Regions from separate parts of the Sus scrofa genome. Here regions 2, 3, 4 and 5 are each linked to region 1. A link is a contact called in public Hi-C, HiChIP or PLAC-seq and promoter capture Hi-C data. All regions are on one chromosome and are shown on one strand. The core of a region is the stretch at or near the end of the contact, and the rest is flanking DNA. Distances in the headings are between cores, read along the strand shown. Region 1 holds the start of NCDN (neurochondrin). Region 2 holds the start of AGO3 (eukaryotic translation initiation factor 2C, 3). Region 3 holds the start of ZMYM1 (zinc finger MYM-type protein 1). Region 4 holds the start of SFPQ (splicing factor, proline- and glutamine-rich). Region 5 holds the start of LOC102165851 (vegetative cell wall protein gp1-like).

Region 1 (5,981 bases), core at 1,118-3,617:
GTGAGCCCTTGACTCTCGAGCCTTCTTCCTGTTGCCATGGCAAACAAGCAGCGGCTGTACTCCCTCCTCCCTTCACCCCCCACACACCAACACCCCCCCCCCCCAGCACTGCAGCTCCTGTTCTGCTGTCCCCAGCTTGAGTTCCTCCAATGGGGTCAAGCCCCGAACCAGATCCTTCACCTTCAACCTACATACTGCCATCCTGGCTATCCCCTAGGACCCTTTCCCAGTCATTCCCAGTCCCACTACTCTCTCTACCCCCAGAACAATTATCCCCAGCCCTCAAGTACTCTGCACTAGTTACTACCTGCTGCTGTTACCCTATGAGTCAGCTCCCATCTGCTCTGGGATGCCCCAGAGAGCAGACCTAGGCAGCCTCCTCCAAGGCTCCCAGGGGGTGAATAAACCCCTGTTCTCCCCTTTGCTCCCACACTCAGGGGAGCAAAACTGAGTTCACAGGTAGATGCCTTGGGCCTTCTTTGGTGCCACAGGATTACCAGCACCACTTTGGGGACTTGTTGACCCCATTCCTTGGGGGCCCAACCACCCGGCCCTCCCCACTTCCCAATTTTCAGTCAGTTCCTTACTAGCAGCAGGGCTGCAAACTGCTCGCTGTCATTCTTGGCCTCACGGAGGGCTCCAAGGTAGCGCTCCAGGGTGGGGTTTCGGCCCTCTGCCTGGTTCAGAGCTGGCTCGCAATCCGAGGCCATGATGCCCGCCTTGCCCAACTGTGAACACAAGAGGGACTGAGCATCCCTCTGCAGAGGAGGGGTGGGGGTGGGAGTGGAGGATGGAGGGAAGGATTAGCACAGAGGGGAGGATCAGGAGGGACGGACTCCTCAGAACTGACCTCCCTTGGGGAAGCCCCTATAAGAGGCTGGACCCACAAGTCCTTAGGGATGAAGAAGGGACCCTGGTCCAAGGTCACCTCCAGAAAGCGGGAAAGAAGGACCATGCATCCTGCTGCCCAGCTGGACAGCTAACCTCACCAATTTCCTTGGGGTGGGAGGGGGCTGGCCCCACTGCTCCGCTGCCACCTGGCACCAAAGGCCAGGTTTTGTTTCCCTCCATCAGGCATACAGGGAAGGAGTGGTGAGGACAGACAAGGAGGAATGGAAACATACATGGGTGAAGTTCGATTATCCGGACTCAGGCCGACAAGAGGGAAAAGGGCATCTTGGGTTTCCTTTCCCCTCCCTTCTTCAGAAAAGGCAGGAGACAAGCTTCAGCAGAAGTGAAGAAACAGGGCGCTGACCAGGGAAGGCTAGGAGGCCCCTCTGGGGACCCCACCCCTCCAGCCAGGTCTCTCAGTCGCCCCCGCAGGCTCCTTGCCTCCTCTCCTTTCCCTCCCTCGGGCAGAAGCTGCAGCAGCAGCAGCAGCAGAAGCAACAGCAGAATTAACCCTTTGCGTTCCCTCTCCTCGCCCTCCCCGCCCGGCTACCAGCCTGTCGATGCCGGAAGGGGCTGGAGAAGCAAGAAGGGGTCCCGGGTAGCTCCCAGGACAACGGAGAATCCAAAAGCCGGATAATCGAAGCGGGGCTGCTGAGATGGGGAGATGAGAAGGGGAGGAGGATTCCTGGCGGTCACCACCTGTCCCGCAGCAGCCAGGTCACAACACGACATTGATGAAGTCACGACAGGGCGGCGATGAGATCACACTTCACGATGGCGCGGTGATGTCACGGAGAGATCACGGCAAAATCACGACATGGGACAGCCCCCAAAGATGACAGGGCAAATTTGTAAAAAAAGATATAGCTATATACTGAAAAGGGCTGTGACAAAATGGAGTCTCGACAGAGCACGGTGATGTCGCGATATGGCGCGATGGAGTCGCGATAGGGTCCCCGGGGTGTGTGGGCATCGATCAGCGCCGGCTCCGAGTGGCCCCAGCTGGGATGTAGGGGAGGGCCTGAAGGGGGCTGAGCTCACCAGGCTGCGGCCCCGAGCAGCGAAGTCTTCTCCGAGCGCGATGCTCCAGGAGCCTGGGGCCGCTGCTCACGCCGCGTTGCCCACTCCTGGCTCCAGGCTGCTGCAGCTCCACCCCCACCCCCGCACCGCTCTCGACCAATCCGCCGCGGCCTCACTCCAGGCTCTGGCCAATGGCACGGCTGGGCGCTAAGCCGTAGGGGGTGCTGCCGCTGCCGCCATCTTGCTTATGGGTATTGCCAGAGTCTGAGGCCTGGGGCTCCGCAGGGCGGGTGAAGGTGCAGACCGCCTCGGAAGAGCAGGAGGCGACACCTTGGGGACCCCGCTTCCTTCGCTCGTGCGTAGTTCTAACCCCCCCCTCCCCCGGCACTATCCCTCCTCCACCTCTGGCTCGAGGATGGAATTGAGCTTCCGGGGGCAGGAGGGCTTGCTTAGGATGCGAAGTGTGTTTCCGGGTTGAGCCCGGGAGGTGGGAGGGGGCGGTGTTTCGGCCGCCGTAGCTGACCGGAGAGGCTGAGGCGAGAGGGAGCTATCCCGGTGGGGAGCCCGCACCCCCTTCTTCCTTTTCCTCCTCCTCTGGGTGAGAGGAGCGAAGGTTGGGGCCCTGACCCCATGGACCGGGAGGAGGCGGAGGCCGCCGAGAGCCGGGGCCCCGCTGTGTGGCCCTGAGCCCCGGTAGGTGGCCGGGGGCGGCTGGCTGCCAGGCGGAGGACCACGAGCTCAAGGGAGGGGCAAGCGGGAGAGGCTCTTTCTGTGTGTGCGCTGGGACCCGGAGGTGGTGCTCCTGGTCCCACTAGAGCAGCCAGCTGTTTCTGGTTTTGCAGGTTCGGAGCTCGAGTTCCAGGTTGAATCCCGCCCGGGCCTGGTCATGCGGCTCCCTCTATTCCCCGACAGACAGAATGGCCTCGAAACTCAGCTGGTCTTCTTCCCTCGCCCATAGCTACTGTCCCTGGTGTTTGTTCCCCCACCAAGACAGAAAGTTGAACAGAATAAGGGGGGCGGGGCTGAGCACTACGTGTGAATTATGATGCGAAACCTGTCTTATTCAGGACTTGGAAAATTATGCCCCACAGAAGGGTCCTGTGGTGGCCGCAGTGAGCACAAAGGTGAAATGAAGGAAGTCAAGAGAAAAGACCTCTGGCGAGATTCCAGGAAAGCTTTGCTTTCTCTCACCTCAGGGAGGTTGTGTCCAACCGACAGTAGATGCAGTTAGTGAGGAGCATTAGCCGACTCTCCGTGTGTTTTCTTATCTGATTAATCAGACTGGAAGCTAGGAACAAACTGGAAAGACGACCTCCCAGAACAATCTGTTCATTTTTCCAGCTATTTGGAAAACAATGTCTGCAAATATAAGCAAAGCTATTCATGGCAGTCTGTTCTGTAACTTTCCCAAATATCTTAGACTTTTCTTTTTAAGGAGCTTTATTCTTGATTACTCATACCAGCTGAATAGGCTGTTTCAGCCGTGCTCTGTCGTTGCTCAAACATATCTTATCGCTGGGTACATAAATGGAGTTCCACGTATGTAGCTGACAGACTGAACTATGATACATCCCCCATCAACCTGAAGTATTAAGTAAACATTACCCCCTGCTCTGTCTGAACAGCTGCTGCAACAGAGAGTGCTTTTATTTCGGGTGTACTTGTAACGCCCTAAATGCCAGAACTATTGCAAGCTTTTCTAGATTTTCATTTGTCAAGTATTGTGGGGGTGTGTGTTCTCTCCATGGGCTGTTTCCCTTTGCTTCTATAACAAACCATTTGGATCTTGGTGATGTATTGTTCTTGCCTCTGGTCAGCAAGCCTCTGGCTGGACCCTAGGAGTGATTTGTGCCCTTAGGCAATTGTAGGTTTCGGAGGAATGGCTGGGAGTTCACAGGAAAATAACTGCCTCTCTCTCATGCATGATTTGCGAGACATTGCACTTCTAATCATCTTGCTAATCCAATGGTGTTTATTACTCCCATTTTCAAAAGCTATTCATTTCTTTTATGCTTCTGTCGCCCACCTGCCACGCTATTGATGACAGGTGTTGAGTCACCTTGAATTTAAAATCCTTTTGTGGTAGGCAGAAATGTGTTGGATGAGATTCATACACACACACACACACACACACACACACACACACTCTCTCTCTCTCTCTCTCTCTCTCACCCATTCCATCGTGAAAGTCTAGAAAAGTTGCTGGATATACTTTCTGGCTTAGGCTCCATTTCATAATCTCTTAAGTGTGTCTCTGGACCACAGACCTTGTTGCCCCCTTCTCCCTAACATACAACTACAAACCACTAGAAATAGTAATGGATGGAAGCACATGAGAAAGATGAAGTACTTCAGATGCTTAAGGCTCAATTAAAGCTTTTTCTTGGGTGAGCCATACCTTAGCTTTGTAGCTCTGTGTGTGCGTTTGTCTATTTCCTGGTATTAATTGGTATTAATATCCAACCTATACAGTGCTGGCTGGGACTTTGTGTTGTCAGTCTGTGTCATTTGCCAGATGTGGATGACAGGTGCATATTTAGGGCAGAGGACTTTTGAATTCCTTCTTCACAATTCAGCAATTCTTGTAATGCTGCCAAGATTTATATAATAATTTATATAATATAGGGAAATCATGTAAGAAGAAACTGATGGAAAATCATTTTTTTTCTTCTGGAAAGGACCTAAATCATTCAGCTCTTTGGCGTTCCTGTCGTGGCTCAGTGGGTTAAGGATCTGGTGTTGCTGTGAGCTGTGGTGTAGGTCGCAGACGTGGCTTGCTTGGATCCTGCGTTGCTGTGGCTCTGGCATAGGCCAGTGGCTACAGCTTCAATTAGACCCCTAACCAGGGAACCTCCATATGCCGCAGGAGCAGCCCAAAAAATGGCCAAAAGACAAAAAAAAAAAAAAAAAAAAAAATCAGCCCCTAGATTCTAGAGTAGCCAGCACAATGCGTAGTACCTAATAGAGGCTATGTAAATACCTGTCAATGGATTTAAGTGAGGAATTGCCAATGCTTCTAGGGATCTGGGAGGTTACATCAAAGTGTAAGCAGAATCTGTTTTAAAGGTAAGAGTGGTGGGGACTGGAGCAAGCTGGAGAGTGCATGGCCTGCTTAAAGACAGTCACATTAAAAGATTTTAAAAACATGGCTAGAAAGACCTTCAGATTAGCTTACCTCTCATGCTCCAAACTTAATAGATAAGAAAGTGTGTTTGGACAAAGTCACAAAGCTGTTAGTCTAACTGGAACTGAAATTCAGATTTTTGCAGTCTGGTGCTCTTTCCATTCTTCCACATAGATGATTAGCTGTTAGATTAGAAAATAATGGAATATAAAGTGTTTCAGTTTTGCAGTGGATTCATTTCATACCCCTTGCTATGTTTTTATCCTGATAATTATAGGCTATGTCAAAGCTCAGGTTTAAAATTTATAGGCAGGTATGAACAGTGAAAGACAAACTTGAAATTTCTCTTTTCCCTAATTCTGTCACATTCTTTAGCACTCTGCATTTTGAGGAATCAATTATTAATCACTTGGCATATCATTTTTTCTTTTTCTTTCTTTCTAGTGGACTGGTCCTGCCTGTCTGGAAGGCCATGGAGAAGCTGGGAATGAAGCCAAGCTCTGCTTCCTGGATTTTATCAAGACTTTGTTGGCAGACATCTGTGAAGTGGTTCAGAAGCCTGTACCTGTTTTGTATTTGCTTCTGCTTCAGTGCTCTGTGGTTGACAATAGGTACATTTTTAAAAATATATTTAAGGTTTTTTTAAAAGGGGTACTCTGTGTGAATCCTTCAGTTCATTTTAAAGACTAGTAGGAGCCAGAAAAGCAATCTGCTAGTTGATGGAAATGGTCATCCTTTTGGTGGACATTTATTTCATTGGGTTTATTTGTTTTAAACTAAAATTTTAAATTGGGTTCTTTCTTTCTTTCTTTCTTTCTTTTTTTTTTTTTGAGGGGGCTCTCTTTCTCATAAAGGAGAATTGGCATGATCGTTTTGAAATTTGATGAAAATGTAATGAAAAAAGTTTCAAAGTTAGATAGACCTGGGTCTTGGAGCTAGATGTTGC
Region 2 (5,615 bases), core at 1,504-4,003, 330 kb before region 1:
AATACAGACTAGAATAGTATGTCCTAAAAAAGTTATTCAGGAAAACTGCTATCTCCATGAACTTTTCTGCTTCTTCTATTCCCACTTTATTTAGAATGAAAATATAACATATATACTCTTAGTCCAGCTGTAATTAAACCATAAAAATTAGTTTCATCAAAAGTTCCCTTAATTAAGGAGTCATAGGCACAGGTGCTAAACTATCAATCATTATTATTTAAAAACCAATTATGCATTGAGAACTATGTCTAGATACTCATGTTGCAACAGAAGAAATGGTGGGGGAAAAACTGTAATTGTAATGTATACATGTAAGGATAACCTGACCCCCTTGCTGTACAGTGGGAAAATAAAATTTAAAAAAAAAAAACAAAAAACAATTATGTCTGCCAGCTTTTTGGTTAAATCAAAGTTCACACAGTACTAAATCAGTACATTATACAGGACATCCTTTAAAAAATCACTTAAAATATTACATACGAAAGGAAAATGTAGACAAATATTAACTTTTGGTGAAGAATGACTCATCAAGAAACAATTATACAGAATTTGTATCTGAAGTCCTCTAATGTAAATAAATTCGTTTTCTATGTATCCACCTAACAACTAGAATTTATAACACCTTGCCATAAGATGATTCCTGAAAATCTACATAGAAAAGAAAAACTCAGATCAGAATTGGAGGGTTAAGAACCAACACTGACTCAACAGACTATCAGAGAACATGTGCATCTAAATTTTTGAAAGCAAAATGTATTATCTGTCAAATTCTTGATTTTAAATTTAGCTGCATATTTTCCTCAACTATGCTTTCAATTTCACTTGCTGCATAACAATTACATGTAAGTCTTACGAAGAAAGAAAATTTTGTTCTTGAAGATGACAATCTTGAGCCAAATTATAATTTATCTTCTTTAGTAAATCATGTTTAAGCTGCACTGAAGAATAAACTTTGTGTTTCAAGATGTCCACGTATATGGTTGATAAATCTAACCATACCTCTGCAGATGTGAAGACAGTTAAATGGGTATATATTTCAGTGATAGCACATGAAAAATGAGGTAAAAGTTGTCTATCGCTCAAGAATTCATAGCAGCATTTAATGAATCATACTTGGTTAGGTGGACTAATTGACTAGGTGGTTTGACTTCAGAAGTATTTTCTAAGATGCTATCCACATATTTGGGAATAATTTCATATGAAAAACCCAAAGAAGAAAAAGAAAAAAACTAAAAATGTTTTGGAAATGTCTTTAAAATTTTAAGATAATTAGTAAAGTCTTTAACTTTCATGTTTGTTTTTCAGGCTCAACAATAGAACAGTTATATAAAAATTACATATAGTTTCCAAATCATCACAATCTCTAAATAGTGTATTAGAAAATTGAAAAACAAAAAACAAAAAAGGTAGGATAGGGCAGTTTTGGAAATACACAAATCGATGATAAACAAGAGTCTAAAACTCCTGATAATCTAGACAAACTTGCCCTTTTTAAGACGACATGAATAAGAGGGGAAAATGGAGCATGCAAAAGAGAAATGATAGAAATTGATTAGAGAAAATTCCATATAATAAAACTTGTAATAAACCTTTCTCTCCAGCCCATCTCTACAATTTCTAAGTGCTTTTTGCATCTACTTGATAATTATACTCCTTAACGCAGTCAACAAAATCTTTATTATCATGTCACTGGTTTCTTTTATATGATTTTTTTCTTATCTCATATTTAAGTGCCTCCCGAACTGGCAAAATGAGATGTGAAATTCAGGGACTTGTGATCCTATTAGTAACAAGATACCCCCCCAAATATCTTCAAAATTAATTTATAAATTTCTGACTGGATGAAGCATACTTCCAAATTTAGCATACCAAGTATGATCATTTGGAAAGCAAACCGTTACGTAACACCTACTTTATGTCCTTCAGTTAATTACGGACCATAAAGAGTGCTTTTTCATTCTTTTTTTTTTTTTTTTTTTTTACGATAAGCACTGCCCATGTTGCAATTTTTTTCTCAAGACTGTCATTTTTCCCAAAGAGAGAAACAATTTTCTTAAATTCCAAATTTCCAAGAATATGATGGCCGATTCTCTAGGAAAAAAAAGAAAAATGGAAAAAGACAGGTAGCTAGATAGACCGACGGACAGAAATTTTAAGACCTATCGCCTCACATAAGCAGTGATCCAGGCTGATAATGACATTTCCAAGATCCTCAGAAACTATATACCATGCTGCCACAAACATCAGATGAGAACTCAGGGATGACACAAATGCCATCTTGCATTTGACGTTGCACTAATACCTATCTTAAACTTAGTTTTTATCTGTTATCCTAATGCATCCTCATGACTACCTTAAAAGATAAGCAAGGGAGAGTGCCGGCCGCCCAGTGCCCCTACGGGACACACAACCTGGTCAAAGGACACACACACCGTTACATCTTCAACTGGAATAACAGAAGCGATGACAAACGCTTCTGGACTCCAGTGAAAGAGTAATATCGCCTAGAGAACCCTAAACTTCAATTTTGTCAGCAGCGTCTCCTCCCCGCAGTTTCGCCCACTCCGTGGCCGGGGGAACCGCCGCAGGGCTGCGGGGAGGCGGAGGAGGGGCCGGGGGCGGAGGAGGGAGCCACCCGGGCGCCGCTCACCTCGCGCACCTGGGCCTGGGCGGAGGGAGCGACGACGTTCTGGGGATACCTCGGCGAACGGACCAGCAGCTCTGACTCACTCACCTGCGGAGCCGATTTCCATTCATGGAGCTGGGGGGAGTGCTTCGAGCGAGAAGGGCGCCCGCCACTGAGGGCAAGGTGGCGGCGCAGGGAGCGACGCGGCGCGACAGGAACCCTCACTCGGCCCGGAGGCGGGGTGGCGACAGCTTCTCCTCAGCAACCGCACTCTGAAAGCTCCCGTCAGGAAGATCGGCCGTCGGGAGGCAGCACGAGACTAGAAGAGAGGAAGAAGCGTGTGGCGAGAAGAGAAGAGCTCCGTACGGAACTTGCGTCGCCCGCGGCCGCTTACGCTCCCACTGCCTCTCCACGACTGCGGCGCCGCCGCCGACCTCCCCGGGGGCCGCCCCCGGAAGCCCGCTGGCGTCAGTTCCGCTGCCCGGGCTCGCCGGACGTCCAAGCCTCGCCTCTCAGCCTAGCCGTGCGGGCGCGGCCGGCGCGGAGGACGCAGGGGAGGTGTCACCGAGCGGGCGCCGCGCCTGGGCGGGGCCTGAGGCGAGCGCGGCCGTGGGTGGCGAGCGCGGCGGGGCCGGCCCTCCCGCTGTCCTCTGCCGGGCGGTGCAGGCCGGAGACAACCCCGAGGGGCTGGACTCCTCCTGCCGCCTTGATGCAGGGCCGTGCTTGTCTGAGACGACGTCTTAGAGGGCGGCGTAGCCAACCTGCACAGGAGCCTCCCGGGAACGTGGTTAGTGCGACGGGCAGGACAAAGATCTGAGGGCCCTGGGCCGATCTCCGGTCTTGGGTAAAAACCCCCTCCTTCTCGAAACCCTCTCACCACGCCCGGTTTGGACCGCCTCACACGCCTCCTCTGCAGGCGGTGAAGTGATCACCACAGTTGATCACTCCGTTTGTAGAGTTGCTTTGACGACCATTTTTTTTTGGGGGGGGGAATGTACACTATAACTCTGTTAGATTAAGAAACATGACTTTACACAAACATCAGCTCGAATAACTTCCATGTTTAAAACTCTTTAATAACGCCTGGTCAGGCTAAGACCCAAAGTCCATTCTGGGGCCAAACCGCCTGTTGTAACGGGGCCCCAGCCTTTCCCCTCAAGTGAGAATCTTCCTCGTCGCTATGCTACAGCTATACTGGTCTGCTTCCAATTCCCGCAAAAGGAAAAGTGCCTAATAGACCTGGAGCGTCTCTGCTTCTGGTTCCCTTGGCAGGAGCCCTCTTCCTCTTCACCCTCACCCCTTCCCCTCAGCTCCCCAACCGCTCTTCATACTTCGACTTCAGACATCTCAGAGGTCTTGCCCGGACGTCTGATCTATGATCAGTGACTTCTGTATATTATTACAGTATTTCCTAATAGCCCATATCCCAATCTGCAGTTTTCATGTACTAGTTTATTATGTGCCGTCTCCCCCACTAGAATGTAAGCTTTATAAGGTTATTAGGACCAGCACATTAGTCTTTCTTGCCTTAAAGAAATATGATACTATTTTATTCAGGATGAGGAATGATTCATGATTTTTCCCTACGTCCCGAAGCATCAGTAATGTTTTAGACTTTTAATAATCAAAATACACTCTTTTTAAAAAAGCTTTGGACAAAGAGGAAAAGGAAAAAATATCCTATCTTTAGTCCAGCCCAATCACTGAGGGGACTTTGATCAGTCACTTGAGCCTCTCTGGGCTTCAGTTTCCTCACAGCTGTGAAGTTAACGAATGCACGTTATGCATCCAGAAAATCCACCCTAAATGTTAGTAAGAATGTATTTACTATAGTTACCATTTTAAAGCACTTATTAGATGCACCTACCATATAGTAAACACTTTATAAGTTGACTTTTATAACTTTACCTTTTACAAAAAATGCTCTCCCCAATTTTAAAATATCAAATGTTACTAGATGAAACACTGTATCTTAAAAGTTACTTTGAATCCTTGACTAAAGGGATTCCACAGCAGTTGACAGGGGTAAATATCAACTTTTGCAAGGGTCTATCACACCCTCAACCCCCTCAACAGGTTCCCTAAATGACTGTAGGCTTCTTAGGTGTCTCCCAGAATAGACATAGTGACGATGAGGACCCCAAAGGTAAGCCTTATTTGATGACATGGATGAAGCAGAATTTGGACCTTCTAATTCAATCCAATTTAATAAATGTCAATGATGCCTTCCCATTTACTGTTGCTACTCAGGATCCCCCATCTCTAAGCCCGTGTGAAAGGCTCATGAATTGTAATGTCAGGAAATAGGAATATTTCAGATATATACAGATATATCTCCTATGCATAGGAAGTTACAGTATCAGGAAATAGGAAGGCAAAAAAGTTTGATTCTTCCAAAAGCAAAGTTGTGAGAGCTCTCCTCTGAGCACATGCACATCATAGTTTTGGATTCCCAAGTGAGTCTTAAGGACATAAGAGCAGGGTCTCTTTGTATCTTAAATGACAAAGCCCCAGTGCCTAGAACAGTGCCACTGCTTGTTACACAGCAGCATTTTATAAATATCTTGTGGAACAGGTAGATGGATGAATAGGTGAGTGGGCTTCACAGAGGGGCTCAGGAAGCAGGCTAAAACTCTGCCCTCATCCATTGTGATATGGTTGTTCTCAGAAGGGAGAACTATAAAATAGTGTAGAAATCTCAGGGGCACAGAAATCAGTGCCCTCTGAAAGTTGTGTTCCTAACTGTGCTAGATAAACATCACTGGATGAGGAAAGCAACTGGATAGAATCCTCTCTCCTCTTGCATGGGCTGAGGCTAGCCAACATGACACTTGAGATCTCTTCTCCTACACAAGCAATTTTTACATGGCAGAAAGCTACTTTGTACTGCAGCAGAACACAATATAAAACATACTGGCTTTAGGGACAGTCAGAGCTGACACTGAAGGCCCTCTGCTACTATCTGTGACTCTAGGAAATTCACTCTCTC
Region 3 (5,477 bases), core at 1,185-3,684, 440 kb after region 1:
ATTCAGCAGGATCATGGAATAATACAAGGCGTGCGTGTGTATTTTTTTTTTTTTTTTTGGCTGCACCTGCGGCATACAGAAATTCCTGGGTCAGAGACTGAACCTGAGCCACAGCTGTTGACAATGCTGGATCCTTAACCCACTCGCCACCAGGGAACTCCCACAAGGTCAATATTTTAAAACATCCTGGAGTACCCTGGTGGCCTAGGGGGTTAAGGGTCCAGAGTTGTCACCACTGTGGCATGCGTTCTGTCCCTGGCCTGGGAACTTCCACATGGCGCAAGAATGAGAAAAAAAAAAATCCTAGCGGGAGTTTTTATGGAACTTTAAAGAAGATTATAATGTACATAAAATGAAGACACAACCTAGAATAGGCACTACAATCTCAAAAAAGAAAAAAGTTGGAGAATTTACTAAAAGTCATAGTAATCAAGATGGTGTGGTATGGATACAAGCCACAGCAGCAACTCCTACAGCTACTTCTTTATGCATTACACTTTGCAAAGGTTTGCTGAGTTCTGCAAGCTCTTTTGCTGGCATGAGAGGGAGAGGGAGGCAGAAGCCTAAATGCTTCTCAAAAGAAACTAAAATGTGTCCATTCTTAGTTCTGTGGTAATGGGGAGCCACTACTTATGAAGTGCATAGATATGGGGGTTAGACTAGGGTGTGCAGACTCTCATAAACCTCTGCCTAGAGTTCCTGTTGTGGCTCAGCGGTAACAAACCCAACTAGTATCCATGAGGATGCAGGTTCAGTCCCTGGTCCCACTCAGTGGGTCAAGGATCCAGTGTTGCCATGGGCTGCAGTGTAGGTGGAAGTTTCCACTCTGATCTGGAGTTGCTGTGGCCTAGGCCTGCAAAGATTCAACCCCCTAGTCTGGGAACTTCCATATGCCTCAAAAGCAAACAAAACAAAACAAAACCTCTGCCTAGAACAGTATGATAACTGCAACAATGTAAACATATATGAGGTACAAAGCAGAAATGAGGGAAGAGAAAATGGTCAAAGAAATCTTCTAAAAGGTTAAATTTCAACTAGGTTTTAGTTTACTTTTTTAATTTTAATTTTTTTAAGGCCGCATCTTTGGCATATGAAAGTTCCTGGGCTAGGGGTCGAATGGAAGCTGCAGCTGCTTTATAGCAATGTCAACACCAGATCTGAGGCTCATCTGTGACCTATGCCACTGCAGCAGCACCAGATCCTCTGAGTCCAGGGATAGAACTGCATCCTCAAAGACACCATGTTGGGTTCTTAACCTGCTGAGCCACAAGGTAAACTCCCTTGAGCTGGGTTTTAAAGTAGGGGTCTGGAGTTTCCCAGTGGCTCAGCAGGTTAAGGATCCAGCGTTGTCACTGCTGCGGCTGGCTGGGGTCGCTGCTGTGGGGAGGGTTTGATCCCTGACAGGAGAACTTTGGCATGTGTGGGAGCTGTCAAAAACAAACAAGCACCACCATAAAGGAGCTGTCTATGAAACAATGATGGGGGATAGTCAAGGTATAGGGATAGCTTGTGGAAAAACACAAACATATGAGAATTTTAAGAAATGAAGTTATTGTTGAAGATAAAGTAAGCGTGATAGTGGAAGGAAATTAAGTTAGAAAAGCATGGGTCATATCGGGAAGATCCCTGAACACCAAAAACCTTGAACTTAATTTTGTACATAGAAACTTTTGGCGTTAAGGAATCATTTCATTTGTATTTTTTTTTAATCTAAAAATTTATTTAATGCTCTTGCCTCAACCTAAGAGTTAAATGGGCAAAGTGTTGATTCCCGCTTCCATCACGGTTAAGAGTAATACAGTTCTTGCACCTTCATCTAATCCCCATTTCAAATCAGAATACAGCACGAGCCAAGATTTTAAAGTAATTAAAAATAAAAAAAACTTCTTTTGGCTCAGATCCTGTTACAACTCTACTTGCAAAAGGAGTTCCACGATTTTTTTAAGTTTGAAAAAAAATCATTCATTGCTTAACGAAGGAGAGCCACAGGTGTGATCAAATGTATGCTTTAGAAGCGGAAGCCGAGGAGGGAGACCAAAGGCTGAAATCCCAGTTACACCGCAGGAGCAGCAGGCGGCCGGCGAGAAACGTTGGAAGCTGTAGACCACGACACCCTACTCGGAGCGCAACGTGAAAGGAGACGACAAACACGACCCGGCGGCGTGACCCTGAACGCCCACCCCCATAAGGCGACATCCACACGCAGGCCGGGTCCCCAGAACCCGGGCCTCCCGGACACTTCATCCTCCCTCCGACTGGCGAAACTCTCCACCTACCTCGGGTAAAGCACAGGACTAAAGACCAACGCCACAGCCGCTCAAGGAGGTTCACAAGTTTCGCTGAAGGACGTTCACCGCGCCAGGATTCTCAAAGAAACTGCGACGCGAAATGGTCACACAGACCCCACCCCCTTCCCGTAGTGCTTTGCGGCCGAGCCTGCGCAGTGCACTCCGCTGGGCTTGGCTCCTGCTCCAGCAGTCGAAAAAGGAGGCTTTGGGACTAGAAAAGGGGTGGGAGAGGGGCGGGTTGGACTGGGCGGATAGGCGCTTAGCTATTAGCCCTTGAAGCCTTGTCTAGATGGCAGTCAAATTTAGCTAGAGCAGCAGCCGACGTTGACTTAGATAGAGCTCAGGAGAGGCAATTACATTTACTGAATTCGAGATATGGCTCTGTTGGCAACTTCGGTAACATACCAATTTCTTCACCAATTATCTCGGGATAATTATAGTGCCTACAGTATAAACTTGCGAAGATTAGGAAGATAATGGTTAGGAGTTCCCGCCAGTTCCTGGCATGGCGGGTTAAGGATGTCACCTTGCTGCACGTGGCTTGAATTCAGTCCCTAGCCCAAGAACTTCCACATGCCTTTGAGTGTGTCCAAAAAAAGAAAAGGCAATGGTTAGTAAAGTGCCAGGTATAGAGTATATTCCCACCAAAAAGAATTAATCTGCAGAGATAATGATAGGGATAGAATAGGATAGTTACACAGGTAGTTGTAGAAGTCCCACTAGGGGATTATATATAGGGAAAACTAAGGAACTTTGGGAGATCACTGTAAGTTAATAATTACTCAGGAAAGCCATCAGAATGTGGTGGAATGAAGCAGGTGTGCTTACCTATAAAACCATAAATAGAAGCATGATAAAGATGAAATGGGACCTACATTCAAGTTCAGCAAAAATAATGATCCTTAGGCTCAAGGACAGGAATTTAAGCTAAGGATGATATTCCAAAATAGGAGACCCTCATTATACAGAAACCTGAGATGATTCAACATATTTTAGTTTATGTTAGGTCCCTTCTGCTGATTTGAATAAGCACCACGAAAATCCTAGTTTGATCTCATAGGGTCAAATACTCTCTTACCTGATACAAAGGAGGAGCTAATGCTGTAAGCCTGAAAAATAAGGAAGAAGGAGGTCTTCTTCCCCTCCCCACTTTCCTTGGATTGTAATCTGATCCTAATCCTCAGGACAGAACCACCCCATCTGCCTGCTTGTATCCCTCACTGTCCTAGCCCAAGCTAGGGGTCCAATCAGAGCTACAGCAGCAGCAACACCAGATCCGAGCCACTTCTGCGACCTGCACCACAGCTTAAGGCTGTGCCAGATCCTTAACCCACTGAGCGAGGCCAGGGATAGAACCCGCAACCTCATGGTTCCTAGTCAGATTCATTTCTGCTGAGCCACGAAGGGAACTCCTCATGTCCTATTTTATATATCCATTTCTTTCCTATCACGTTGCCGCTCGCTGAGTTCCTTCTGCCCTAAGACACAAAAAAACTTGAGCAAGTCCAGACAACAGGTGAATGATTCTAATTTAAAAACTGTGGGTTTGGCAGTCCCACTGTGGTGCAATAGGATCAGCAGCCTCTTGGGAGCACGGGACGCAGGTTCAATCCCTGGCCTGGCACAGTAGGTTTGGCTCGGATCTGATCCCTGGCCTGGGAGCTCCATGTGGTGTGGGGCGGCCAAAAAAAAAAAAAAAACAACAACCAAAAAACACCTGTGAGTTCAAGTCCCAATCTGGGTTTTGGCTGCATTAAAGTCAAACGTGTTTTGGTTTCAATAAGAGAAAGAGAGTTCAGGCTTCTTCCATTTTGAGGAGCTCTCAGTATATTAACATTAAAATAATCTCAAAACGGTGTGGCAAAAAAAAAAATCATGGTTGTTTTAAACGCTATTTAAAAAATTTAACAGTCTCAACACCTCAACAAATAAGTATAGGATCAAACAGTTGTGCTATTCCTCAGGTCATAATAGGATGATAAAAGATAAAGTTTAATGATGAATTTAGGGGACCATGGAGATGTTACCACTAACAAGCTATGGCTTGAGCAAGTCCCTTGAGCTTTCTGAGCCTCAGTTTCTTCATCTGTAAAAATGGATTACAGTAAACCCCACTGGAGCTATTGGGAGGATTTGAGATATTTTATTTTATTTTTAGGGTCACACCCATGGAATATGGAAGGTCCAAGACTAGGGAGAGAATCAGAGCCACAGCTGCCAGCCTGCGCTACAGGCACAGCCATAAAGATCCGAGCCACATCTGCAACCTACACCACAGCTCAAGGCAATGCTGGATCCCTGACCCACTGAGTGAGGCCAGGGATCAAACCTACATCCTCATGAACACTATGTTGGGTTCTTAACCTGCTAAGTCACAATGGGAACTCATAAAATGTTATCTATTTATCTCCTAAATAGCCCCAATCATAACCTTGTATCACTTTATTTATTGTCTTTTTAGGGCTGTACCCATGGCATATGAAGGTTCCCAGGCTAGGGGTCAAATTGGAGCTGCAGTTGCTGACCTATACCACAACCACAGCAAGGCAGGATCCGAGCCACATCTGTGACCTACACCATGGCTCATGGCAACACTGGACCCTTAACCCACTGATCAAGGCCAGGGGTCAAATCCACATCCTCATGGATACTAATCAGGTTCATTATCGTTGCACCATGGCAGGAATTCCCTGTATCACTATTATAATGAGGAGAAACTTCATAAATTCAGGGGAAAAAAAAATCAAGAGTCATGGAGTTCTCTTGCGGCACAGTAGGTTAAGGATCCAGCACTAGCATTGCAGTGGCTTGGGTCACTGCTGTGGCATGGGTTCAGTCCCTGGCCAAGGAACTTCCATATGCTGTGTGCGTGGCCAAGAAAAATAAAATCAAGAGTCAAAGAATGATGCAAAATAGTAATACATGATTACTTGTTAGTACACAACAAGCACTAATCAGCTTTTTAGTACACAGCTAATTGGCAATAAGTGAAAAATGTGCAACGGAGAGAATAAGAATGAATCATAATTCTGTTTTTCTCCTGGAAGAGCCCGTCTCCATCCTTAAGATTGTTTACGCTAAAATAAGTTTTTTTTAAAAAGCACCCTAATTATGTGTCTCAGGACAACCATTTGAAATACATTCTGGGTTTTATTTTCTGGTTATCACACAAACTCAAATGAAACTTTC
Region 4 (5,439 bases), core at 2,194-4,693, 340 kb after region 1:
CGTGGCTCAGATCCTGCGTTGCTGTGGCTGTGGTGTAGGCTGGCAGCTGTAGCCCCAGTTTGACCCCTAGCCTGGCAACCTCCATATGCCGGGAGTGTGGCCTTAAGAAAAAAAAAAAGGTGAATTTTGTTTGTGTTTTCCTTCTAAGGCCACACCTGTGGCATACAGAAGTTCCAGGGCTAGGGGTCAAATCAAATCTGCAGCTGCAGGCCTGGGCCACAGCCACAGCAACAGAGAATCCAAGCCACATCTGCAACCTTCGCCACAGCTTGTAGCAACACTGGATCCTTAATCTGCTGAGTGGGGCCAGGGATCAAACCACATCTTCATGGATGAGCTGCAATGGGAACAGTCCAAATTTGTTTTTTTTTGTTTTTGTTTTTTGTTTTTTTTTGCTTTTGAGGGCCACACCAGCACCATATGGAAGTTCCCAAGCTAGGGGTTGAATCTGAGTTACAGCTGCAGGCCTCTGCCACAGCCCTAGCAACACAGGATCTGAGCTGCCTCTGCGACCTACACCAAAGTTCACTGCAACACCGGATCCCCAACCTATTGAGCATGGCCAGGGATTGGACCCACATCCTCGAGGATACTAGTTGGATTGGTTTCTGCTTCGCCACAATGGGTACTCCTTTTTTTTTTTTTTTAATTTTTACCGACGTATAGCTGATTTACAATGTTGTTAATTTCTGCTGTACATTAAAGTGACATAGCTATACGTATATAGAAGGTGAATTGTTTGGTCCCACCAGACTTGGAGTTTTAGCAGGTGAGAAAAAAAACAAGATTTGTGGGGAGTTCCCGTCGTGGCGCAGTGGTTAACAAATCCGATTAGGAACCTTGAGGTTGCGGGTTCGATCCCTGCCCTTTCTCAGTGGTTAACGAATCCGACTAGGAATCATGAGGTTGGGGGTTCGATACCTGCCCTTGCTCAGTGGGTTAAACATCTGGCGTTGCCATGAGCTATGGTGTAGGTTGCAGACGCAGCTTGGATCCTGAGTTGCTATGGCTCTGGCATTGGCTGGCGGCTACAGCTCCAATTAGACCCCTAGCCTGGGAACCTCCCATATGCCGAGGGAGCGCCCCAAGAAATGGCAAAAAAAAACCAACAAACCAAGATTTGTGGCAATTATAACATCTAAAGTAGGTAATAGGGAGTTCCCGTTGTGGCGCAGTGGGTTAAGAACCTGACTCAGCAGCTCAGGTTGCTGCAGAGGAGCAGGTTTGATCCCTTGCCCAGTACAGTGTGTTACAAGATCTGGCATTGCCACAGTAGGATGCAGCTGTGGCTCAGATTCAATCCCTGGCCTGGGAATTTCCGTATGCTTCAGGTGCAGCCATTAAAACATGAAAACAAAAAATAAATGGGTGACACAAGTTATAAATATAAGAATATGAGAGATAATGAAAAAGTGATACAGTTAATGGTTTGCAGGTTTTGATGAGGTCAAAAAATCAGAGTTACTGGAGTTTCCGTCGTGGCGCAGTGGTTAACGAATCCGACTAGGAACCATGAGGTTGCGGGTTCGATCCCTGCCCTTGCTCAGTGGGTTAACGATCTGGCGTTGCCATGAGCTGTGGTGTAGGTTGCAGACGCGGCTCGGATCCCGTGTTGCTGTGGCTCTGGTGTAGGCCGGTGGCTACAGCTCCGATTCAACCCCTAGCCTGGGAATCTCCATATGCCGAGGGAGCGGCCCAAGAAATAGCAACAACAACAACAAAAAAGACAAAAAAAAAAAAAAAAATCAGAGTTACTATGTCAGACAGTTGAGATGTTTGAAATAGTGCTTTTTAGGAATGTTGTGGCAATAACATAGGATTAACTATGATGTGGGTGGGATAGCTGATATAGGATGTAAAGAGATTGTTGGAGGTGAGGAGGTAGAGAACATAGATGTCAAGTGATGAACAGAATCAGAAAGGACGACAATGAGTCATAAGCTAATATTTATTGAGGGAGGAATTATCCACCCAAAGGTCCATAGATGACATTAAGAGAGGTATCAAGGGAAATGGCTTATGCTCTTCAAAGTAGTTGGATTCTGCCCCTTCGTTGATATGTATAGATAATTCAATATTGTAATTTTATGTTTTTATTTTTCTGATTTGCATTTTTTAAAAATTTATTTATTTATTTATTTGTCTTTTTGCCTTTCTAGGGCCACACCTGCAACATATGGAGATTCCCAGGCTAGGGGTCTAATCGGAGCTGTAGCCACCCGCCTACACCAGAGAGGCAGCAACGCAGGATATGAGCTGTGTCTGCGACCTATACCACAGCTCAGGGCAACGCTGGATCCTTAACCCACTGAGCGAGGCCAGGGATCCAACGCACAACCTCATGGTTCCTAGTCGGATTCGTTAACCACTGAGCCACGACGGGAACTCCTGATTTGCATTTTTAAACATTTCTTATGATTTTTTTTTTTCTGTTATAGTTGCTATACAGTGTTCTGTCGATTTTTACTGTGTGAAGTGATCCAGTAATACATATATATATATATACATATTCTTTTCTCACATTATCCCCCATCATTTCCATCACAAGTGACTAGATATAGTTGCCTGTGCTATACAGCAGCATCTCATTGCTTACCCACTCCAAATGCAATAGTTTGCATCTATTAACCCCAAACTCCCAGTCCACCTCCCTCCCTCCCCTTTCCCCTAGGCAACCACAAGTCTGTTCTTCCAGTCCATGAGTTTCTTTTCTGTGGAAAGATTCATTTGTTTTGTATTAATAATCTAGTTTTAAAGCATCTTAATCTGTCCATAAAGTGTTTTGTGGTTTGTAGAATTAAGAAAAACGTTCATTTCTTCCTGTGATGTGTTTGTAAATTAGTGTATACACACAAAATCAAGGCCTTTCTTTTTGAACAAAGAGCAATCACTAAAGCCCATGGCGACACTTTTACTGCTAGAACAAACCAGTACTCCAGTGAGATTCCAAAATGAAATCAGTAAGATCAAGTGTGCGAAATCGGTAAAAAAAAATTTTTCTCTAAATTTATGGGCCCAGCACAAGGTAGAAAAGATAGCAGGCACTTAATTTATGCTTTTGAGCTGGAGGCTGTAGGTTCTTTCTGGGGGAGGATATCAGCAGGCTGCTCTTAAGGGCAATCAAGAAAGAAAGGACTTGCTAACATCTCTCCCCAGGAGCTGATAGGGCCCTGGCTATCTGCTTCCAAGGGAAAAATTGCTCCGGCGAACCCATTCAAATATCTCTCAGCAAATCACCGTCACCTACAGCCAACTCCTTTTCCGCCCATTGGCTTACTGGAAACTTCAGCCACTCCATGCCTCCCGCCTCTCATCCGGGAGCCAATAGGAAAGATTAACTCCTCGTAACTTAGCGTCATCAAGTACAGTAATTGCAATTGGCTATTGCTGCTATTGATCCAGAAGTAGGCGGGGCCAAGCCAGCCGGCCTATATAAGAGGAGGACAAAGGCGGCGCGCCGCCTGTGTCATCCGCCATCTTGTGAGAAGCAAGGTGGCCTCCACGTTTCCTGAACGTCTTCTCCGCTTCTGCCTCGACCGCCCCTTGGTTACAGACATGTCTCGGGATCGGTTCCGAAGCCGGGGCGGTGGCGGTGGCGGCTTCCACCGGCGCGGAGGGGGCGGCGGCCGCGGCGGCCTCCACGATTTCCGCTCCCCGCCGCCAGGCATGGGCCTCAATCAGAACCGCGGACCTATGGGGCCCGGCCCGGGCCAGGGTGGTCCCAAGCCCCCGATCCCGCCACCGCCTCCGCACCAGCAACAGCAACAGCCGCCGCCGCAGCAGCCGCCACCACAGCAGCCGCCGCCGCTTCAGCCGCCGCCGCACCAGCCACCGCCGCATCAGCAGCCGCCGCCGCCTCCACAGGACTCGTCCAAGCCCGTCGTTTCTCAGGGGCCCGGCCCGGCTCCCGGAGTAGGCAACGCTCCCCCGGCTTCTGGTTCGGCGCCGCCCGCCACCCCCCCGACCTCCGGGGCCCCCACGGGGTCGGGCCCCACCCCGACCCCGCCGCCGGCCGTCACTTCGGCGCCCCCCGGGGCACCTCCGCCTGCGCCGCCGAGCGGCGGTGTCCCCACCACCCCGCCTCAGGCTGGGGGCCCGCCTCCTCCACCCGCAGGGGGCCCAGGCCCCGGACCTAAGCAGGGCCCGGGACCTGGCGGCCCCAAAGGCGGCAAAATGCCAGGCGGGCCGAAGCCCGGCGGCGGCCCGGGCCTAAGCACCCCTGGCGGCCACGCCAAACCGCCGCACCGAGGCGGTGGGGAGCCCCGCGGCGGCCGGCAGCACCACCCGCCGTACCACCAGCAGCACCACCAAGGGCCACCACCGGGCGGGCCCGGCGGCCGCAGTGAGGAAAAGATCTCGGACTCGGAGGTGAGTGTCTCCCAGACCTACGCGTCGGTTTCTCTAAGATGGCGGCGGCCCCCTCTTTTCCCTTCCCTTCCCCTCCCCGCCCTCCATTTTGTCGGAGACCGGAAAGAGCGCCTGCGCGCGGGAGACGAGGAGGGGCGGGGCCGGCTGCCGGAGCGGGAGGCGGATGGCGTGGGTCCGCTAGCAGGCCCCTGTGGTTGGCCACCCGACTGGCGCAGCAGTCGCGGGGGTGGCCTTAAGGTGATGCTAAGCTATGGTGCGCCGTATTGAAACTAGCGGACTTTTGGAACCAGAGCAGAGTGAAATGTAGGATTGGAGAGATGGAGGGAGTTCCGGTCCTAAGCGCGCAGGCGCAAGTCTTGTCGTTGACAATGACACTTCCGTCCCTTTCCCTTCTTGTTAATACTTAAGCACTCTCTTATGTTTTGTCTGCTACGATTTTGATTCTGTCGGGGATACTCGGCATACGGCTGATGAGGTCCTGTTATAGAGCTTAATCTAGGGAGGTCTTCCTATTCGATTTCAAGAGTATACTGGGTGATTTTGGCTGTTTGCTGTTAGGATTGTAGTTGTGTCATGAAACCCGTAAATGTAGTAGCATTTTTTGTTTTTAAATGGAACAGAAAAGCGACTGGATTGGTAACATCCAGTTTGGGGAAAAAAGATTATTACTGGGTTTTCCTATTTTCCAGAGGTCATTGGTGTCTGAAAATACCTTTTTTTTCATTAGGGTTTTAAAGCCAACTTGTCTCTCTTGAGGAGGCCTGGAGAGAAAACTTATACCCAACGTTGTCGGTTGTTTGTTGGGAATCTACCTGCTGATATCACAGAGGATGAATTTAAAAGACTATTTGCTAAATATGGAGAACCGGGAGAAGTTTTCATCAACAAAGGGAAAGGATTCGGATTTATTAAGCTTGTGAGTGTGGTTATTTGTTTTTGTGGGGGTTTTTTTTTTTTTGGTGTAATTTAAAGGGTTTTGTTTTTTCCTAATACAAACATACTGTATTTTAAACTAACCAGCAAGGATAAATTGCTTTTAGAATTTTTTATCATGCTCAAATTAAGGATGCA
Region 5 (5,378 bases), core at 2,240-4,739, 290 kb before region 1:
ACGACTTGGGAAGGAGGGGCAGTCATTAGCATGCTGGAGAAGAAAGAGATTACTGGCTCTGAGAAGAAGAATACAAGATTCTCTCCAAGTCCACAGTTCCTTCACATAGAGGGCCCAGAGAGTAGCAAAAGGGGTCAATTTTAAGAGAGAGGAGGTCCTTGGGAAAGGGTTGGAGCAGAGCCAGCTCCCACCACTTTGTCCTCTCTTGCCACCAGCCAGACTGCTGCCCCTGGTTTTATTTTCTAGCTTGAGAGGAAAGGGGGGAGGAGAAAAACTGCCCAAGAGAACCCTTTGTCCACATCTACTATTGTTCTTGCCAGTAGAGGACCAGCCCAGGTGGGAGGAGAGAGGGATAAACCAGCCCAGAAGCTCCCATCACCAGAGATCTGCTTTCACAGTCAGCCAGGCTGGGGGGATGGGGCATATCCTCAGCTGGGGGGTCAGGAAGAGGTCAGAACCATTCATGGGAGGGGCAGGCTTCCCAGAGCTAAGCTGCTGTATCTCCTAACCACCTGTCAAGTCTACCCCACTCTGCAGACAGGGAAATGGAGGCCCAGCCTAGGGGGAAGAGGCCTACAGGAATCAGCTACCTGGGGAAGTGAAAGTCTAATGACTAGCACCTGGCAGCCTACCCCAGGAAGAGCTGGAGGGAAATTGTACACAAGCCACAGACAGACATACACACATAGAGGAACACACTTAATACACACCCAAACACACACTTAGGCCTGGATAGATTACCTTCATACACATATCCCTCACCACCCTAGATTTTGATTTCTTCAAAGATATAAAGGCTGTATCTGCCTTGGTCACTGCTGAATTTCCAGTGCCAGGCATATAGGAGGGGTCCAATATACAGATATCAAATGAATTAACAAACAGATCCAAAGACACATCACAAAGAACACACACGCATGCACAGCACACAAACACCTGCAAACTGCTCAGAAACAATTACAAATCCTGCACAGGACAAACCTGACCCTGGTGGAAGTAGCGGGTAAGAGACACCCTTCCCCTCCCTATGTTCTAATATTCCATTCACCTCCATAGCCTCCCAGGCTGAATAATTGTTTGGAGCCTTGGGAGAAACTCATCCCCTAGAGCTAGGGGCTGGGTAGAAATGATGGGGGATGGGACAGACACTCAAGTCTCAAAGCCTTCTCTTCCCCAGAACTACACACCAGACTTAGCCTTAGGCACCCTCTACTCCTAGAAGGCTTGGGGAAAACAGGGAGCCCCCACCTTCACCTTCATCCCCAAAATAGGGAAGGCAGGAGGAATAGAGAACCCCTTCCTCACCAGATCCCCCTGCAAGGCTTTCAAAGTTCCCCTCTAACCCCACCCTGCCCCCAGCTTTTAGTCTGAGAAAGGGAGACACTTCCCTTCAGACCCAGACAGGGACAGACGGCCACTTTGTGATGCAGATGAGGGCCCCAGCACAGAGGACAAAGCTTGGGCCTTGGGGGAAAGGGGCGGGGCCCTTCCCTGCAGACAAAAGCAAGGAGGGAGGGGCTATGAAAAGGACACTCCCCCTCCCCCATCCCCAACCAGCCGGGAGAAGGAAAAGTATCAGAGCTGAAAGGCTTGGCTCAGGGATTCCTTCCCTGCAGTTCTGAGGCCCACATACCTCCCAAGGAGCTAGACTGTCCATTCAAAAGACAAACTCAAGGCTAGGTTAGCTGTCTGATAAGCAAAGACTAAGAGGCCAATCTCACCAAAAAGTATCACACACTGAGTACATCAAATTATTAAACATTCACATATGTGTTAACCATTTACGTTCACACTAGAATTTGATTTAATTCAAAAAATAAACATGTACTTCTGTCAGGGCCTCCACAGATAAATCAGACACCACCTCTACCCTGGGAGTTCCCAGTCCAGTATATGTGCTTAAAACACACTTAAGCACAGAAGGCACATCTGGACATAAGCCCAATGAAGCCAGCAACAATACTTTGCTTTGTGTATCATATCCTCCGACCTCCAAGAAAATCATCTGGGCCTAGGAAGGAGGCAGTTATGGAAATCCCTCCACTCACAGCTTTCAGAATAAATTCCAATTACCAGGCAAGTAAAGCCTGCCCCATTAAGGTACAGCCAACTCCAGATACCAGGCTCCAGTTTCTTCCCTATAAGCTTATTTATTTACAACAACAAAGTCAAATTTTTCATCACTCCAGAGTCCATTAGGCATTCATCATTAGATAAATGATCAACAAGATCATTCACAGTCTGGAATGAGTGCCAGCTCCCAGCAATCCATCTGGACCTCTGTGACCCATTCCTACCCTAGTCCATAGGTTGTCGCAAGTTGTCTCCAGCCCAGAAAACTAGGAGAGTTCCCTGAACGGAGAAAGGGGCCTAAGGGAAGAAGGAAGTAGTTTTCTCAAGTCAGTTGCTCCCAGCATTCCAGCTTTGTTTTTGTCTTGGGGAAAGTAGTCACTAAGTACTTAGAAGTCACTGAATAGATGACTTGAATGTGCTGGTAGGAGCTATTTCCTTGAGGGGAATAGCTGTGGTATAAAAGACAAAGATTCTTCAACCAGAAATGAAATTCATGTCCCCAGTGGAAATCCTATTCCCACCCCCAGATCAAATGGAAGGAAGTGGTGAGACAAGACCTAAAGGTCCATACTCCTCCCATCAAAGGTCTCCTATCTAGGACACAGGAGGTGTCTCCACCCTACAGCCCATCCAAGGACTCTGGTCTTCTTGGGGCAGCTCTGCCTCAGTTTCTCTTCTACTCTTACCTACTTTTCTCCTGGTTGTGAGTAACGAGACATTAAAGCTATGATCTGAGACTCATCAGGGTGAAGGCTATAAACTTCCCCCTACTCCAAACAACTTATTTGCGGCAAAAGGCTAGCTTGGCAACCTGTAATAACATGGCCCTAGGAGTTTCTGGGGAGTAGAGAGAGGAAAAGAAAAGATACCCAGTGGGGGATAGCAGCCATAAAAACATTAAGGTATAGAAAGATTAGGCTGTCACCTCTGGAGACATTTCAATAGAGAGGTCATTATACTTGGATTAAAAGATCCCAACTCTGTTCACTACTGGACCAGAAACATGCAAACCGGAAAGACAACCCCTTCTAGGCAAACCTGGCCCTGACTTCGGTTCCTAAGTAACCAATACATTTTCTAAGGCCTGTCTTCAGGAAGGACCCGTCTCTAACCTAAAACATTGCTTCTATCTCAGTCTTTCCTCATCCCAGTAGCAGAATAAGGCACTTTGGCAGTTTCCTTCAATCCATTCTTGGCAAACTGTGACTGAAGGTTTTCAGGGCCAAGTGCAAGAGCCTCAGGATGGGGAAGGGGCCCATTTCCATTTGCGCTAAGCCAGCATGACCTAAGAGAGAATACACCCCATCCTCGCGCTCCTTTTTCCAAGCCAAACCTGGCACGATTGGGGGTGGGGGGGTTCGGGCGGCCACGCCCCCACCACATCAGGCAGCCCCTTCCAGCTGCCACCTCCGCGCATGCTCCGGCGCCTCTTCTCCAGCTCCCCAGACTCAAGGGGGGGAATCCCGGGGCTGGATCCCCACCCACCGCCCCCTGACCCTCGCCCCCGCGTTAGGCCCGGCTGGGGCGGAGCTCACAGCCCAGATCTGGCGCCTTCTCCCGAAAAGACACAAACCCAACCCAGCCTAGCCGGGATGAACCCCCGCCCCCGGCATGCGGCAGCTCAGGGCCCATCTGTGTCGACCCCCTCCTCTCCTGAACACCTGGAGCCCGCCCCCTGCCACCTGCCGTGCCTCTCCCTAGGCCTCCCGGGATCTCTAGGACTCCTTACGTGTGTTCAGGCCCTTCTCTCAGATCACTTCCCACCTCCAGGAGTGCATACAGTCTCTGATAAATGGCCCTCGTCTCAGAGCTCCCTTCACAAGGTTTCCCCCGGAACTGCACACAGCCCCCTTCAAACTGGGCCCCCCATCTCTTAAGAGCCCCTTTCTTCACTCAGGAAACCTTTCCTCACTCGGAAATCCTGCCCTTTACGCGGAAGTACCCTGGTCCTTGGAGCATGCACCGTCCCCCCTTCCCGGGGGCCCTTACCTGCTCCCGAGGGTCCCGCTTCCATCCCATATACCCGTGCGGAGGTCAGGCGGCCCAGAGACTGTGGAGTCCAGTGTGAGGGGTCTAGATACCCCGCACTCTAGCTGCTCAGGCTCCCGGGCCGGGCTCGGCTCCCCCCGCCAAGCCCGGCCGCTCGCGCCGCCACCGCCGCAGCCTCCGTTGCCGCCGCCGCCGCGGAGCCTGCAGCAGCTCCCCCTGCGAGCGCCCGGCCAGCTGCCAGTGCGCAGGCGCGACCGCCAGGCCCAGGGGGCGGACGGGAACGAGTCAAACGGGGCGCTCCGACGGCAACAAAGGCCAATGGAGAGGGGCGGGGGCACCGGGGACCGGAGGCAGCGGCCCCTGGCGGTCACCCGTCGCCATGCAGCCCGGCGGGAGGGCTCCGGTGGAGGCGCCGCGGCACCGCGCGGTAGCGTTAAGTGGGGCGGGGCGGGAGGACACCCCTGCAGCAGCCTCCGGCCCTGTCTTTTCCCCAAATGGGTCCCTCCAAGCCCATACACAGCCTTCCCCCTTCGCACAGAGCCACGCGTGCATATCCACCACGTTCCCGGGCCACCCTCACACACTCTGAGAGACCCATCACCCAGGGGCCCTGCCTCCCACCTCTCCTCCCAATCACCCTCATCCTTCAAGCTTCGGCTGCAAAGCGACTGCCTCCGCGAAGCCTTTCTCCGTCCCCAGTCACTGAACTCACTGACGCCACCCTCTCTTCCAGGCCAAGTGCTGGGCGCTGAGACCACAGATGTGAAAGAGACCTTGCCTACCCTGGAAGATGTCACATTCTCAAACTTAAGTGCAGCTACCGAGCACTACCTGCGGGACCTGGGAAGCACCTGTCTCCACTTTCTCATCTACAGCTCACGCCTGAACTCAGTCAATCCGCTTCTGCCCCTCACCACGCCACTTAAAACACTTTTTGTGTCTAAATTCAAAGGATAATTTTCAGTCCCTATTTCTCTGCGGCATATGACACTGTGCCTCTCCTTCCTTTTTGAGCCTTCCACTTGGCTTCAGCATTTTCTGAGGTCTTCTATTGTTTATGTCCTCTTCAGTCTTCTTCAAGGACCCTTCCCCCCTGCTTTCAACGCATTAAGTAACAGTGTTCATCATGGTTCCACACCCAGCTCTTCCTTCTCATTCCACTTTCCACTTTCCCCTTAAAAGTGTCATTCACTCTTATGGCTCAACTATCCTTCCAAATCTCTATTTCCAACCATGTCTCAGACTCATATTTCCAAATGTCTGCTGGACAGCTCCACCTGGATAAACCAGCCCTTCAAATTTAGAGTCCCAAACCA

Evidence for each region. Promoter capture Hi-C pulls out the DNA fragments that hold promoters and counts their contacts. A called contact is a pair of places that touch in the nucleus more often than the background predicts. HiChIP or PLAC-seq counts read pairs in DNA pulled down with a chosen protein or histone mark.
Region 2: an H3K27ac HiChIP or PLAC-seq map of alveolar macrophages shows a contact between it and region 1. The contact joins the promoter of AGO3 here to the promoter of NCDN in region 1. A contact is called at or near these places in 1 of 5 promoter capture datasets (liver) and 1 of 2 datasets of contacts at active chromatin or transcription factors (alveolar macrophages).
Region 3: a promoter capture Hi-C map of fetal liver shows a contact between it and region 1, with 3 times the contacts expected there. The contact joins the promoter of ZMYM1 here to the promoter of NCDN in region 1. A contact is called at or near these places in 1 of 5 promoter capture datasets (fetal liver) and 1 of 2 datasets of contacts at active chromatin or transcription factors (skeletal muscle).
Region 4: a contact with region 1 is called in a promoter capture Hi-C map of fetal liver, with 2.1 times the contacts expected there. The contact joins the promoter of SFPQ here to the promoter of NCDN in region 1. A contact is called at or near these places in 2 of 5 promoter capture datasets (fetal liver and liver), 7 of 47 Hi-C or Micro-C datasets (brain, embryonic fibroblasts, fetal heart ventricle and 4 more) and 1 of 2 datasets of contacts at active chromatin or transcription factors (alveolar macrophages).
Region 5: a contact with region 1 is called in a Hi-C map of epiblast stem cells, with 2.3 times the contacts expected there. The contact joins the promoter of LOC102165851 here to the promoter of NCDN in region 1. A contact is called at or near these places in 1 of 47 Hi-C or Micro-C datasets (epiblast stem cells) and 1 of 2 datasets of contacts at active chromatin or transcription factors (skeletal muscle).

Annotation. Positions count from the first base shown.
Region 1 is chr6:91,743,936-91,749,916 of Sscrofa11.1, reverse strand. NCDN (neurochondrin) reads right to left here and starts at 2,367. Exons shown (of 7, transcript XM_021095914.1): 1 at 1,591-2,367; 2 at 588-728. The coding sequence starts at 1,623. It overlaps KIAA0319L (dyslexia-associated protein KIAA0319-like protein homolog), which reads left to right and starts at 2,127. Exons shown (of 21, transcript XM_021095912.1): 1 at 2,127-2,266; 2 at 5,480-5,646. The coding sequence starts at 5,508.
Region 2 is chr6:92,079,103-92,084,717 of Sscrofa11.1, reverse strand. AGO3 (eukaryotic translation initiation factor 2C, 3) reads right to left here and starts at 2,753. Exons shown (of 19, transcript NM_001194974.1): 1 at 2,735-2,753. The coding sequence starts at 2,753.
Region 3 is chr6:91,309,111-91,314,587 of Sscrofa11.1, reverse strand. ZMYM1 (zinc finger MYM-type protein 1) reads right to left here and starts at 2,434. Exons shown (of 11, transcript XM_021095889.1): 1 at 2,277-2,434.
Region 4 is chr6:91,406,240-91,411,678 of Sscrofa11.1, reverse strand. SFPQ (splicing factor, proline- and glutamine-rich) reads left to right here and starts at 3,443. Exons shown (of 11, transcript XM_021095898.1): 1 at 3,443-4,368; 2 at 5,096-5,284. The coding sequence starts at 3,556.
Region 5 is chr6:92,036,925-92,042,302 of Sscrofa11.1, reverse strand. It overlaps LOC102165851 (vegetative cell wall protein gp1-like), which reads left to right and starts at 3,489. Exons shown (of 3, transcript XM_021097603.1): 1 at 3,489-3,802; 2 at 3,882-4,489; 3 at 4,796-5,279. The coding sequence starts at 3,489. The coding sequence ends at 5,019. AGO1 (argonaute 1, RISC catalytic component) reads right to left here and starts at 4,087. Exons shown (of 19, transcript NM_001194976.1): 1 at 4,063-4,087. The coding sequence starts at 4,087.